Linked DNA regions of Mus musculus: region 1 is linked to region 2. Evidence: chromatin contacts called from public promoter capture Hi-C data. All regions are on one chromosome and are shown on one strand. The core of a region is the stretch at or near the end of the contact, and the rest is flanking DNA. Distances in the headings are between cores, read along the strand shown.

Evidence for each region. Promoter capture Hi-C pulls out the DNA fragments that hold promoters and counts their contacts.
Region 1: a contact with region 2 is called in a promoter capture Hi-C map of the C10 cell line. The contact joins the promoter of Ccnj here to the enhancer-like site in region 2. A contact is called at or near these places in 8 of 39 promoter capture datasets (the C10 cell line, the HPC-7 cell line, cranial neural crest and 5 more), 16 of 484 Hi-C or Micro-C datasets (CD4 T cells, the G1E-ER4 cell line, LSK cells and 8 more), 14 of 115 datasets of contacts at active chromatin or transcription factors (bone marrow-derived macrophages, double positive thymocytes, effector CD8 T cells and 7 more) and 3 of 9 other capture datasets (adipose tissue, liver and pancreatic islet).

The regions. Positions count from the first base shown.
Region 1 is chr19:40,827,587-40,834,493 of GRCm38.p6, reverse strand. Ccnj (cyclin J) reads right to left here and starts at 3,215. Exons shown (of 6, transcript NM_172839.4): 1 at 3,052-3,215; 2 at 2,406-2,515. The coding sequence starts at 2,474. Cc2d2b (coiled-coil and C2 domain containing 2B) reads right to left here. Exons shown (of 35, transcript NM_001376940.1): 35 at 4,716-6,907.
Region 2 is chr19:40,764,875-40,771,355 of GRCm38.p6, reverse strand. It overlaps Cc2d2b (coiled-coil and C2 domain containing 2B), which reads right to left. Exons shown (of 35, transcript NM_001376940.1): 7 at 5,808-6,006; 8 at 5,517-5,653; 9 at 5,286-5,414; 10 at 394-603. Among named protein-coding and RNA genes, the nearest start is that of Cc2d2b, 19 kb to the right of the region's middle. Within about 2 kb of position 3,940, at least 2 of the 459 cell types and tissues checked have an H3K27ac peak or open chromatin away from gene starts, as enhancers often do.

The sequences.
Region 1 (6,907 bases), core at 1,966-4,465, 64 kb before region 2:
GTGGGAAAGTACAAGTGCTGATGAGAACACTGTCAGACCCTGTTGTCTTTGCGCAGGCATGGAAAAGAAACTACCCGTTTCTCAGCTACGACTTTCTTCCGCTATCTTTCTCTGTGCCTTAGAATGGAACACCCTTGTTCCAGAGGATCAGGTCAGGAATTTGGAGGACCAAAGTTCAGGGAAGCCAAACGTACCACCTAAAGTCTCCTCTCTAGCCAGTTTGGAAATAAAGGCCTACAGGAAGCTACCAAGTGTAACTACAACTAACTCCTCGGACCGATATTTTCTTATGTTTCGCACAGAACTATGATTGTTCCCATTTGTCTCTGAAGCTCCTCAATACTTTCCCGAGAGTTACAGGACTGGAACATGGGGCAGACTGATAAGAAGATAGGCGCTTAAAGTCTTTTTGAGTGGGAAACCATATTTACAAAAGTAGCCCAGTTGGCATTCATTATTCTTCACTTCTTCCCAGTCAACACAATGTTGGTCACATCAATTATCTCTTTAAAATCTGGTGGGTTTAAACTTAGACCATCGTTCACAGCCGATGAAGGGTAACTGCCCTGGGGAGATGCCTTCAACTTATAAAACAGATTGTTGGCGGCAAGGACCACGCTGGTCACACTAGTTACTGCTCTAACACCTCCAATATGCTAAGTACTAAGCAGGCTGCACAAGCAAAGGATCAAACCACCGATTAATAGCTGACTTTAGCATCTTTAATGAGAAAAGTTTATTTAACTTCCTTGACTCCAGTGCACTACAAATAGTGATCTCTCCAGCTGTAAAGTTCAAGTCCTACACATTAATGTAAATCCTCTATGTTACTATTGCCAGACATCAGGACCGTCGTCTACAGAGAGCTTAAAGACAACATAAAGGCAACCCCAAGTAGTTTGCAACAGGTGGCCTGAGACAGGCTTCAGAAGTAATCCCCAACATCCACCTGACTACAGGGCTGCCTTATTCCCTAACTCCTTCAGAGACTACATAAGCATGCCAACAAACTCTAACTTAAGAAAGAAAGAAAATTCTACGTCTAAGATCACCTGTAAAACTAATTCAGTCAATTCTTTATGATTAAAACTACCTACATATGAAGTATTAGAACTAAAAGTCACAGGGATCATCATGAAAAAAAAATCTTTAAACTGTCAGCCCCACCCCCACACTCAAAGTACCATTACCATTTAAACCAAGTAACTAGTTTTGCTACACACTAGAAAGATAAAAAGACTGACACTTAGAAAAATCCAAATATACCTCCCCAAAATTCAAAGTGAATTGGGACTTTTCCCTCTAACATTCCAAAGAACCTTTCCGTAGTTGGAACATTTATGTAGAGCAATCTCATAGGGGTCTGGGATGTACTCAGAGTAAGAGACTGAATGCCAGGACTATTAAAGAACTTTTGGAAATTTCAAGCTGGGGGTGCAATTTTAACAACTTAAGCCAAGATTCCATGTCCTAATCTGCTTAATTTGGTCATATACACCAGATATAAACCTATTATCATTGAAAAATCCCTAAGGCTCAAGCTACAGGATCTTATTAAAGAGTCAGCTGTTTCGATCCTTTCCCAGTTTTCATCCAAGGTGAAACTGAGTTAAGTTGATCATTCTGGGTCTTCCCTCTGGCTGTCAGAGAAGCAGGGCTATCGCATATATCTGACTTATAACATCCATCCTATAATCATTAGTTAGAATACCCAGGCTTTGGTCCAAAAGGAGTAGGTTCCCCCCCCCCCATGACTATTAAGAACATTGTGTCTATTTTCTACACTTGACATTACCAAGGAATAGCTCCCTCCACCTTAAGGCTTTTTGTATAGCCTGGATTTGAAGGACCAAGGAACAGTAAGTTATCACATAGCTCTTACACTGTTCTAAGTTCCTGCACAGTACATACTTAACAGATTTCACAATCACCCCATAAGGACGTTCTGTCGTTGTTATTTCTCCTTTTACAGACGAGGAAACTGAGAAAGAGAAAATTAAGTTGTCCGAAGTCTCAGAGCAGGTTTGGGGAAAGGTTGGAGAACTGAGTTATGTACAGGGCTTACACCAGCTTCATGCAACAGCATGTACGAAACAAGGAGGGCTGTTCACTCACACACAGACACAGACAGACAGACAGACAGACACACACACACACACACACACCCATGGTCGACCTGGCAACATCGGAACACCATCCACCTTCCTTCTCCCAACTACCACGCCCCAGTCTTCTCCACATTTACAGGTTCTTCGGATGCAGCCCAGGGAAGGAAGAAGTTAATTAACTTTGACAAATGAGCAAACTCGCCTTCTCTGGCCTGGAAGGTAGAGAGTAAAGAACCTGACTGGCCTTTCCAGGAAGCACAAGAGCCGGGATGGGGAAAGTCGGGTCTCGGGAGTTACCTTGTACCGAAGCGCCTGGTGAATATCCGCAGCCAGCTGTCCTCGCCACCACTGCCCCTCCAGCTCCATGGAAGCCGGAGGTGCGCCCGGCCAGACGCCGCAACTTCAGTCTGGAAGACACGCCCCAGACGCGGTCACGGCCAGCAACTCCCCCCCCCCCCAGTCCCCCCGCGATCCTCCGCGCCCCCTCCTCCAGGGATGCGATCTCAGGTCACCCCGTGCGGCTGCTCCTCTTCACCTGACCCGACCCCGAGCCATCTTCCAACGCCAGCAAGGCCTGATCTACCCAGTCGTCTGCAATCGCCCGCTGCAAGAACTGCAGAAAGGTGCGAGCTCTGAAAGCTCCGGGCGGGACGGCCCACCTCGGGCTCTCCGAGTTCTGGGTTCGACCTCAGCCGCCTGCACTTAGGCGCGGGAGCCCTGACATTGTCAGAACGTCGCCGGAATGGAGAGTGACCAGCGCGCGACACCAGGTCCGCGCCGACAGCCCCGCACGCTCCACCACCCTGGGGGTCTGCGGTGCGCCCGCCGCAGCGCGGACCCGGAGCGGCAAACAAAAGGCCGGGCGGGCGGCCGTGCTCCGCGCCTCGCTTCCCCTCGCCTCGCTGCGCTCCCGCAGGCCTGCCCGGCCCACGCGGTTTCTTACCCGGAACCGCGGCCCTCAGAGCCCCAGCCCGGCCGGCGTGCACGGGGCGCCGGCAGCGTTCATGCCGCGGACCGTCGGCCGCGAAGCCCCCGCCTCAGCTAGGGCCCAGCACCCGGGCGCTCGCGCCGCCCATTGTTAAAGGACCGGCAGGCGGCTCGCCGTACAAAGCCAGCGCCGGGGCACGGGCCGCCCCGCGCTGCCAATCGGCTCTCGCGATACAGCGGGGTCGCGCCTCGCCGTCCAATCGGCGGCCGGGCCGAGCCAGGTGCTACTCCGTCTCCCGGGCCCCTGCCCGGTGCCGGGCGGTCTCGCTCTGCAGCCTCCGCGGTCTGTCGGCGCCCGAGGGCCGCTCACCTGCAGAGAATCTTTGATGGGTCCCGGGTGCTGGCAAAGAAAGATGCGATGTCTCAGCCCCGGGATTAAAACTTGGCAGCGCGGATCTGGCCCGCTGTCTCACTTCCGAGGGGCTGCTCTCCGGGATCCTCCCCCTACCCTAAGCCTTCCGAATGGGCTTTAGCTCTTACCAGTCCCTAAGGCGCTTTGGTTGTCGAGTTCTGCTCCAGTCTCCCCTCTAAACCCAGTACTCCTTTTAGCTCTTCTAACTCAGCTCTTCTTGTTGCTTTCACTTCGGCGATTCGCGCGAGTTGCGACTGGAATTGACATCTTTAGCAACCTGGCTTGTCAGATCCATAATGGATGTAATTGACCATCTGTGGTGGTCAAGGAAGAGACCCTAAACGGTGGGAACACTCCAGCGTCAATTGAGGCGATTGGCTGGGGCTGGAAATGTAACAGAAACCCCATCAGTTGTATTTGAGAGTGTCTGGAGGACCACCCCAAAAGAAGTAGATGGGTTCCCTCAATTTTCCAGAGACTGTAAAGCGACTTCCTTCAATATTTAAACATAAATCATGAGACCTCACCCCTTACTTTGAATATTTTGTTTAGAAAGAGGAAGAGTGACAAAGGGCTAGTACAGAAAAGGATGAGTGCACACTTCGGGAGCATGGCTTATCACCCTGGTATTTGCATCCATCCCGGAAGGGCTGCTGCAGACCCCTGTGTGACAGTGTTATACAATGCCTGGGGAGAGCAGGGGTTCAGGAAATGATGGGAAGAAACTGGAAGCATGCACGTGAAAATTGGCAGAACCCAGCCTAGCCCGGTGCATTTCGGGAAGAGACTACTAGTAGAGGGAAAGGACGTTATCTGGCTAAAATTTCCATGTCATTTATGGTATTTAAGTAGTACTCAGTTTCCAATTCACGACTACTAAGCAGCTTTTGGCTTCCAAATGATTTAGGGTCCAGGCCTTTCTTAAGAACCTTTTCAGAAAAGTGGGTCACAGACTATAATTGCCTATGCGATCCTGTAATAAGCAGGTTGTCCTACAGTCTACTTTGAACACGTTGTTTGCCGGGAGAGACCGGTTCAGAAATCATGTATTATTCTAGACTTAGATGGCTCTTTATAAGATGCCAGTATTCATCCTTGTTCATGCCTGTGTATGTCTCTGGTGGTCTCTCTAGAGTCTACATTCCTAAAAGGAATTTCGGTCTTACTATTTTTTTCATCCCTTTAGAGTGAGCTGGGCAGAAGGCACTTCAACTCTGTGTTCCCACAGTTTACATTCTACTGGGAAGAGAAAAGTCATAATAAATGAAAGATAAATCCATACCACACGGTAACAAGTGCTGTAAGGCAAACAAAGTGAAAGGCTAGATAGGTGGATAGGCCGACGTTTTATGATAGGGAAGCCATGCAAAGGCCTGAGGGGAAGCGACTGGCTATCTAGATGGTGGATGGGCATGCCAGCAGAGGGGACAGTAAACACGACAGGGTTCCATTTTGGAAGGAAAGTAGAGGGCAGTTTTCCACTTCAGTAAAGATAATCCAAACTTCAAAAGACACTAGCAAAGGTTTCAGAGCGAACCGGGCAAGGCACCCGCACAACAGAGAATGGAACCTCGAGTTGGGTTGCAAGAGATGAGGGTGGGAGCTGATTCTCTGGAAGGCTTTTGGGACTGCGGGCACTTCCGGCAGTCGGAAGCCACCACGCTCTGGCAGCCAAGACACTAACATCGGAGCACGCAGGGGAGAGAATTCTTCATGAAGCTCTCTGTACTCAATGCACGTGTTCATCAGACGCTGTGCGCTGAGAACTGGGGGAGGGGGATGAGCAGTACAGGGCTTGCCCAACGTACCCGAGTCCCTGGCTTCAAGCTACTGTACCACAAAAACCAAAACACTGTAAACCAAATACACAGAATGTATTTAAAAGTTAAAAAAGAAAAGAAAGCCATTGCTTTTTGTCAAAAAGAAAACACTTTAAAATAAATGCAAGCAAAAGGCAAAAAAAAAAAAAAAAAAAAAAAAAAAAAACCCAAACCAAACCAAAACAAAAAAACCATAAAACCAATATAAAACTATGCATACTAACTGGCAGACTCCTTTCTCCACTTCTTCCAGAGGTGGCCTTTTCCCAGAGGCACCACTACTGCTGTGTCTTTTGTTGTATCTTCTCAGAAGTATGCAGGTCTTTATAGCAGCACACACATACAGCCCACTTGCCTCGTTTTATGTAAAATGGTAGCTTATTCCGAGGTCTACTGTACACCTCGTTTTTGCCATACATCCTAGTCTAGGGATCGTTCTGCAATGGGACATCCGGGGCTCTTCTCAGGCTCTATCAAATTCCTTTGGATACGGAACACTCACTAGGAGCCAGAAGCCCCGGACCCTGTTCTTGATTTGTTTCCTTGGTACAACTTTACACTGTGGCACTGTTTACGTCACCGCAAACACATTCACACCCAGTGTCTTTGCCTACAACACCATCGTCTCCCACTTAGTTTGGATAAGCCCATTAACTGCTCTTATTGCCACGACACCTGCCATCCTTCTTTAAAATATTTGACACTTGGCACTTGGAGCAGTTGAGAAAGGGTAGATTGCACCTGTAATGAACTTGATCAGGAAGAGCCTAGATCCTATTTCTAAGCCACTACAGAACAGAACGTAAGGATAGTCTTTATGCTATTCTCGGAAGCTGGGATCAAAATCCACAGATATTTATAATTTGAAATTTACCAGAGAGTTAATCAATATTGAAATTGAGCATACATTTTTTTTTTACTTCTGATTAAAATTGACATAGATTATGATTATGAATCTACGTGTCTGGGCCATAGGGTAACCAGTGATCAGACACCATAGATATAGCCTGGCTATCCTGTGGGAATGCTGGCTTGGAGAGTATTTGACTTGGTGAGCTGAGGAGAGCAGACTGCCCTTCTGAATGTGGGCAGCCCTCATCCAGGCAGCTGGAGGTCTGAGCAGAGTTAAAAGGCTGCCCTCCCTCGGTCGAGTAAGAGGGATTGGGGGTTTTCTCTTGTTTAATCTCTTTAAGCAGGGACATAGCTCTTTTCTGGCTTTTAAACTCAAAATTGAAACAGGCTTTTCTTACATCTTGAGCCTGCTGGCTGTCAGGCTAGAATATGACCTCAGGGTTCCCTCTGAGAAATTTTCACCTGGAACTGTACCAGCACTAGCACTGAATGTGCCCGTGTCTCATTGGGACTGATGGCATTCCACAAGGGCGGTGGTCTCTCACTCAACAGGGAATCCCAGTCGCCTGGGAGATTGTTGAAAATACTGCCGCTCTCCTCTCAGAGGTTCTGGATGAGGAAGTCTCGGGTGGATCTAGGAATCCTCTTTATTAGTAAGACTCTCCAGATGGCTCGGATGGAGGCGTCCTGACCTCCACAAGTTGAGCATCACGAATCAGGCCAGAATTGCTTCTTTCCCAGAATGAGATCTAACGTGGACTGCAGTACACAAAGCAGCCAGACTACCT
Region 2 (6,481 bases), core at 2,691-5,190:
ATGCTGTGACGTTTAATACAGCTAGTTCCTCATGTTGTGGTGACCCCCAGCCATAAAATTATTTTCATTGCTACTTCATAACTGTGATTTTGCTACTGTTATGAATCATAGTGTAAATATGTGTATTTTCCAGTGTCTTAGGTGGCCCCTATGAATGGTCATTCTATCCACAAAGGGGTCATGACCCACAGATTGAGAACAGCTGATCTAGCGGCTGTCCTCAGCAGGCTTGAGATGTCTCCTCAACAAATCAGACCTTCCATTTTGCTCTCAACTCACTGTTCCGACAGGTTAACTACGACAGCACTGAAGGACAATGTTCTTTGATGCCTGCTCTATAGCAAGAACATCCACTCCCACTATCAAGTGCTGGACCCTTGAAAGCCTCCTCACCTTCTCATAGAGCAGCTGAGAGACGCTCTGCCTCTGCCTGTCCTGCAAAGACTCGCAGAGCCGGAGCAGCCTGGCACACAGGACGTGTTCCTGACTGAAGAGCGGGTGGTGGCTGAACTGCAAGCCCACGATGTTAAGGTCTAGTTGGTACATTTCCCTCTGACCATCCATCCTGTCTCTAAAACAGCACCCCACGTCAGATTTCACCGCCTTTTAAAGAAAAGTATGCACCAAGGTAATTTGATTCTCTTGTCTTTGAAACCACAAGTAGCTTTTCCAATATAAAATAGCATGCCAGGTGCATTTAAATTCCAGAGCTATAGAACTATAAAGGCAGCAAGCGGGTCATCTTTGAACTTTATTTAGATTCTTGATTTAATAAAATAGGTTTATATTACATTTTTACCTTTTATTATAACAGCTTATTTTATTTAACACGGCAACTTAGTCATCTTGCTGTAAATTATTGTCATCTACATCATTACTGTTTATATGGATATCAGATTTTCAAATTACAAGACCCAAAATAATGTTTTATAGGAACACCGTGGCAAATTGTGTTTCAACTTTTGCATTAAGAGTTTTGTCTTGTGAGTCAGAGTTAAATGGAATTATCTATTAAAACATTATTTATAAAGTGAATATACTGGTGATCATCTGAAAAAATCCCTTCAAAAAAAAAACCTAGACTCTCTAAGTGGTCTAAGGACACCAGCCCTTTCTGTACAGAACACTATCTCTTACTTGAATATTAGACTGAACCTCAATTATAATTGTTTCAGTCTAGAAGTCGTAGATTATTTGCAAAATGGTTCGTCTATGCCTTAATCTGTTGTTTTTAATTTAAACATGCATATCTAAATATGTATGGCTGATTTTTAATGATGCAATTTGAGAAAGATGATGAGTTCCTTAGCACGTACAGTCTAATCTAACAGGACTGAATCCACCTCAGAAGGACGGCACTGAGCCTTCCCTCTGGATCAGTCTGGTATAACAAATCTACTGTTGGGGTTTGAAAGGGGCTTTCCCCCTCTGAAGCTCACAATGAAATTTGATTGCTGTTGAGGGTTATTTAGAAGTTGGACCAAGTGGGACTTCAGGAGGTTATTAGTCCACTTTTCTCATAAACATATTAATCACTGATTAATAGCTGCATGCAACTAATGGTGCCTTACTCTGCTTCTACTGCTGTAATGAAAACCATGACCTGGAGAGGAAAGGGTTAATGTGGCCCACGTGCCCTACAGACTACATGCCCTGCAGGCAATCCGATAAAGACATTGCCTCAATTGGGGTTCCTTATCCCAGATAACTCCAGCTTGTGTCAAGCTGACAAAAACTTAACCAGGACAAATTTAACTGGTTATCTCAAGCATGTGTCATCAGCTGTAAAAAAGCTGTTTGTCTGAGTCTTGTATGCTTCTTGCCTCGCGCCATGACACCCTGCCCTGTCTTGGGACTCTGCCAGCACGGCCATTATCAGATGTGCTCCCTAGAGAGGAATCAGAAGCCTCAGTAAGTAAACTCTGATGCTTACACTGTCTGTGATACTATGTTATTTAAACAGAAATTCGACCAAGACCATGTCTTCCAGCCTTGCTGAAGAGCCAGCCCTGGCGGGCCAAGTACTGCTGAGATGGGACACAGCATCTGACAAAGACCAAAGGCATATGATCTCTGCCTTTATAACTCTTCTTCACTGTTCCGGGGGCCAGAAGCTGATGGCCTCTGGAATTTTGACTCTATCTTGCTATAGTGTGGCTAAAAGCTGCTGGTTTCTGGCAATTAACTCCTGCTTATAGCAAGGGATTAAGAGAAAAAGTTAAGTTACTAGGCTCTTTTCTTTCTGGCTCAAGAGCCTCTCACTGGCCAGGTAAAAGGCTCAGAGTTCATTAACTCTTCATGAACCAGAGAGAAAAGAAAGAGGGGGGGGAAAGAGGCGGGGGGAGGAGAGAGACACATATACACATACTGGATGAAGCTGAAGAAAGCTGCACCGTCATTTTATTACAGTTCTTAGTTTTTATATTTTCTCTAAAAATGATCTCAAACAGCTATCAGGTAGAACCGTTAGAGCAGAATTGATTGCATGATTCTCTAAATATTTGTACATTCCAATAAATTCACAGTAAACTTAAGGCAATAGTTTATGTCATAGATTGGTAAGGTTTTAGGAGTTACAAGTGACTTACTTACATATCTTTCTATTAAGACTGGTATCTGACTAAACATTCAGTATCTGTTACAAAGTCCCCTTATAAGTTCATTATAAGTTTAAAGCAATAATTTGTATGTTTACAAGTTACCACCGTTTTGTCAAGAGACAAATCATCTGCCTTGTGTATCATTAGTTTTGACATATTGTACAGATAACCAGTCAATATTTTGTTTTCTGTCCTTGAAGCTAGAATAAATTGTCCATTACTAGTTTATGACCTTTAGTTAGCAGACAATGATCTCACATCTAACCTAGAAGGAATGTTTTCTTTGGTTATAAATTTGTCCAAAGTCTGCTTTCTATTTCTAGCGCAATTAGCCTATGACACATGAAGGTTTTTACAAAGCTCTATTTGCAGCCTAATCTATAGTTGTATAAAGTAAGGAATTCTATAAAATCATTATCAAGAATTATGGAATCATCAATTTGCCTACATAGCATTACAACGTGAGAGTGCATCTTCACATTGATTCTGCAAAAAATCTGCCCAATAGGGTGGGCTGATGCCCAGGAATCACTGGGCTATGAACTAGTGACAGGAAAGGCATAGCAGCAGCAGGAAGCAATCCTGGGATGAAGTCTCTAAGGACCTTGCTCCTTAGATTCTTAGAGCTCATCCATCGCAGGCCATGCAAAATGGTGGGCCATCTCCAGAAATTTTACTTACATGCCTTTGCTTTTCCTAGATGGCTCTGACACTGCCTGTGCCATTGCTGTCACATCTGCTGTTAAGCTGGAATAAATGATCTGCCCCAAGCCAGATGGCAGTCTGGGGGCTCTCTGAAGACTAGAGGCCACCAGCATTGTTTCTAAACCTCTGCCTCCTTACTTTTCCCTGAGCTAGGAACTCATCCCTAGGGCTTCAGGGAGGAAGGGGAAAAGCCATAAAATCTTGTTTACTAACAACATCTGTTAAGTCCCTGTCCTCTATATAATGGACAGCTCAGTGTCCATCTAAGGAATTAATTTATCAGTTATCATATTGGTAAATTGGTCATGCCTTGAAAAAGCACCAAGAGGACAACAGTTTCAGTTTAAAACTATTAGATGATAAACTGTGGAAATTTCACGTTAGAGAAGCTTGTTTTGTTTAGTAAATGAAGCACTAGCTAGCTATGACACACCTTGATCTTATTTATTCCCGTGGGGAGACATTAGCCTTTCCTTGGTCTTTTCTTACTCGTTATTTACTGACTGAGGTCCTCAGTAGTTAAGGCACAGTAACCAAGCTGATGGAGTTTCTAGTAACAACCAAAGGATGTGAGTTTATGCTGTAAGCAAAATCTAAAAGGGGGAGTGACTATAGTCTGTAGACTTCAAGTGGTTCAGCTGCCACAGGAGTAAAGTGCTTTATGAGTGCTCTGTGGTCAGACAAGTTCAAATAAATACAGCACTCAGGAGGCAGATTTTAAATCAACAGTAGGAAAAATTAGAACTATGCAACACAGGAATGCATTATTTGTGGAGATGATAAGCTAGAACTTCCACTCCCAAGAATTCTCCATCTTCGTATATAGCACCAAAATCCATCCACTCAACTCATAAACCAAGGAGTTACCCTTTCTCTTATTAACCACTGGCTTAGTCACTGTTCCGTTGCTGTGAGGAGACACCATGACCAACTCCTAGCAAAGAAAGCATTTAAGTGGGGGCTGGCTTATAGTTCAGAGGTTTAGACCGTTATCATCATGATGGGGAGCATGGTGGCATACATAGTATTAGAGCGGTAGCTGAGAGCTAAATCCTGATCTGTAGGCAGGAAAGAGAGACACTCACAGAGAGAGATGGAGAGAGAGACTGAGACAGACACAGAGAGAGATGAAGAGACAGAGATGGAGAGAGGAGAATGGTGAGGGATAGAGGTAGGAAGATTAGACCTGGCCAGCTTGGGCTTTTGAAACCTTAAAGCCCACCCCCAGTGACATACTTCCTCCAACAAGGCCACACCTCCTAATCTTTCTCTAATAATGCCACTCCCTGATGACTAAGTATTCAACTCTATGAGCCCACGGGGGCCACTCTTATTCAAACGACCACAGGGACTGTTATATAGCAAAACTGAATACATACAAACCTACAAGTAGCATTTCTATTCTGTGACATCTAGCCAGCCGAAAATATATATACATGTATAGTCAAAAAATATGTGCAAACATTTCTCTGACATTGTTGTTACAATGGCCAAAAAGTGGATACACCTGATATCCATTAGTAGAAAAATAGATCAATAAAATGTGGTTTTCTTACAATTGATTTCTATACAGAAAAAAAATAAGCTAACTATTGCTTCATACAAACAGAGTAATTTTTATGATTCCACTTAGAAATTGGACAAAACCAATAGGGAGAGAGTAATACACATAGCTAAGAGTTAAAAATGGTGGTTCCCTTGACTACCATCCATTTGGCGCTTTATATATATATATACAAGGTGAGAATCATACAAATTTTTATTATGGTTTTCACATCATGTTTTACTTGAGCATTTCCCACCATTAAATAGACCTCAACAATCTTGAAGATTACTTAACATTTTATCCAAGGTTAGCTATTCTATGACTAAGCTCAGGTATCTTTCGAAGGTAAAATAAAAACGTAAGAACATAAGTTATAATTGATGTTACAGGAGCCGTTATCTAAGAGTTACTATGAGCAGATAGCCGTTGCTTACCTTTCTGTGTATAGTCTTTAGTGCCGGATTCAAAGATTCCTTGCTCATGCAGAGCCTATAATTCCAAGACGGTCTAATAGGTGAAGGCAATGACATTATTTCTCCACTTTCTTCAAACCAACATTTTCCCTATCAGAGATAGGTACAAAGTATAGCAACTGAGTATTTCACTAAAAAACAAACGCCACATGCTGTCTGTTCCTGGCTTAACTCATCAGCTGATATACTTGCCTCCTGCAGGCTGAGCAGGCGATTTTCCATTTTGTTGCAGATCTTTTTATATGTCTCTGGCTTTTTCTGAACGTAGAGCCCTTCGTCTTCTAAAATTCGAGGGAGCATGCCTTTCGGCAGTTTCTGCTGGCTGGCCACTTAACGACAAAACTTAGATAATCACTTTAAAGACCACGATGGGAGAATAAATGCATAGAAGGTCAATACCCTTTACTGCCCCGGCAGGCACAGAAGTTGGTACCCTAGAACACGGAGTATCCATGACTTGTGTATTTCAGGGGAGTGTGTTACCTGGAGAACTACTTGGCACAAAAATATTTGCCTCCTGTTTTTTAATCTGTTCTTGGTCATCTTCATAATCTGCAGCTTTCACTTCAAATAAATCCGTTAAAATCACTTCTTCCATAAAATCCTCATCTGGGCCCTCAGCAGTGTTTCGGAAACCACCACCAGATGCAGATTGCTTGGAGTAACTCTCACTTACTGTTTTCTGTTGAATAGCAAAAATAAAAATTGGTCTGCACGCTTTCCTCCCATGACCGGTATGCAAATAAATGGTACATTCTGGAGCCTTCCAATTCATTTAGCCCAGGTCAAGTGCTAGCTAAAACTCTCTCTCTCTCTCTCTCTCTCCCTCTCTCTGTGTGTGTGTGTGTGTGTGTGTAATTATATATAAATTATAAATATATAATTTAATAAGATAAGGTTTGGCTGAATAAAGAGGAACTCATTTAAGGTTAATGTTATGTGGTATTTTCTATAGCTCACTGTTCAATTCTCCAGTGAATGTTGCTGAAACAGAATAACTTGGGCCCCTTCCACCCTAGTGAAAAGGTTCAGACGCAGGCCTGATATGGGAAGACCCACGTGGCCTTCAAACCTCCTCTGTTTGGTTTCCACCCCCACCCCCCCAAAGCAGCACTACCTGAAAAGCAGAGAAACCATTTTCTACAAAGTATTTAAGA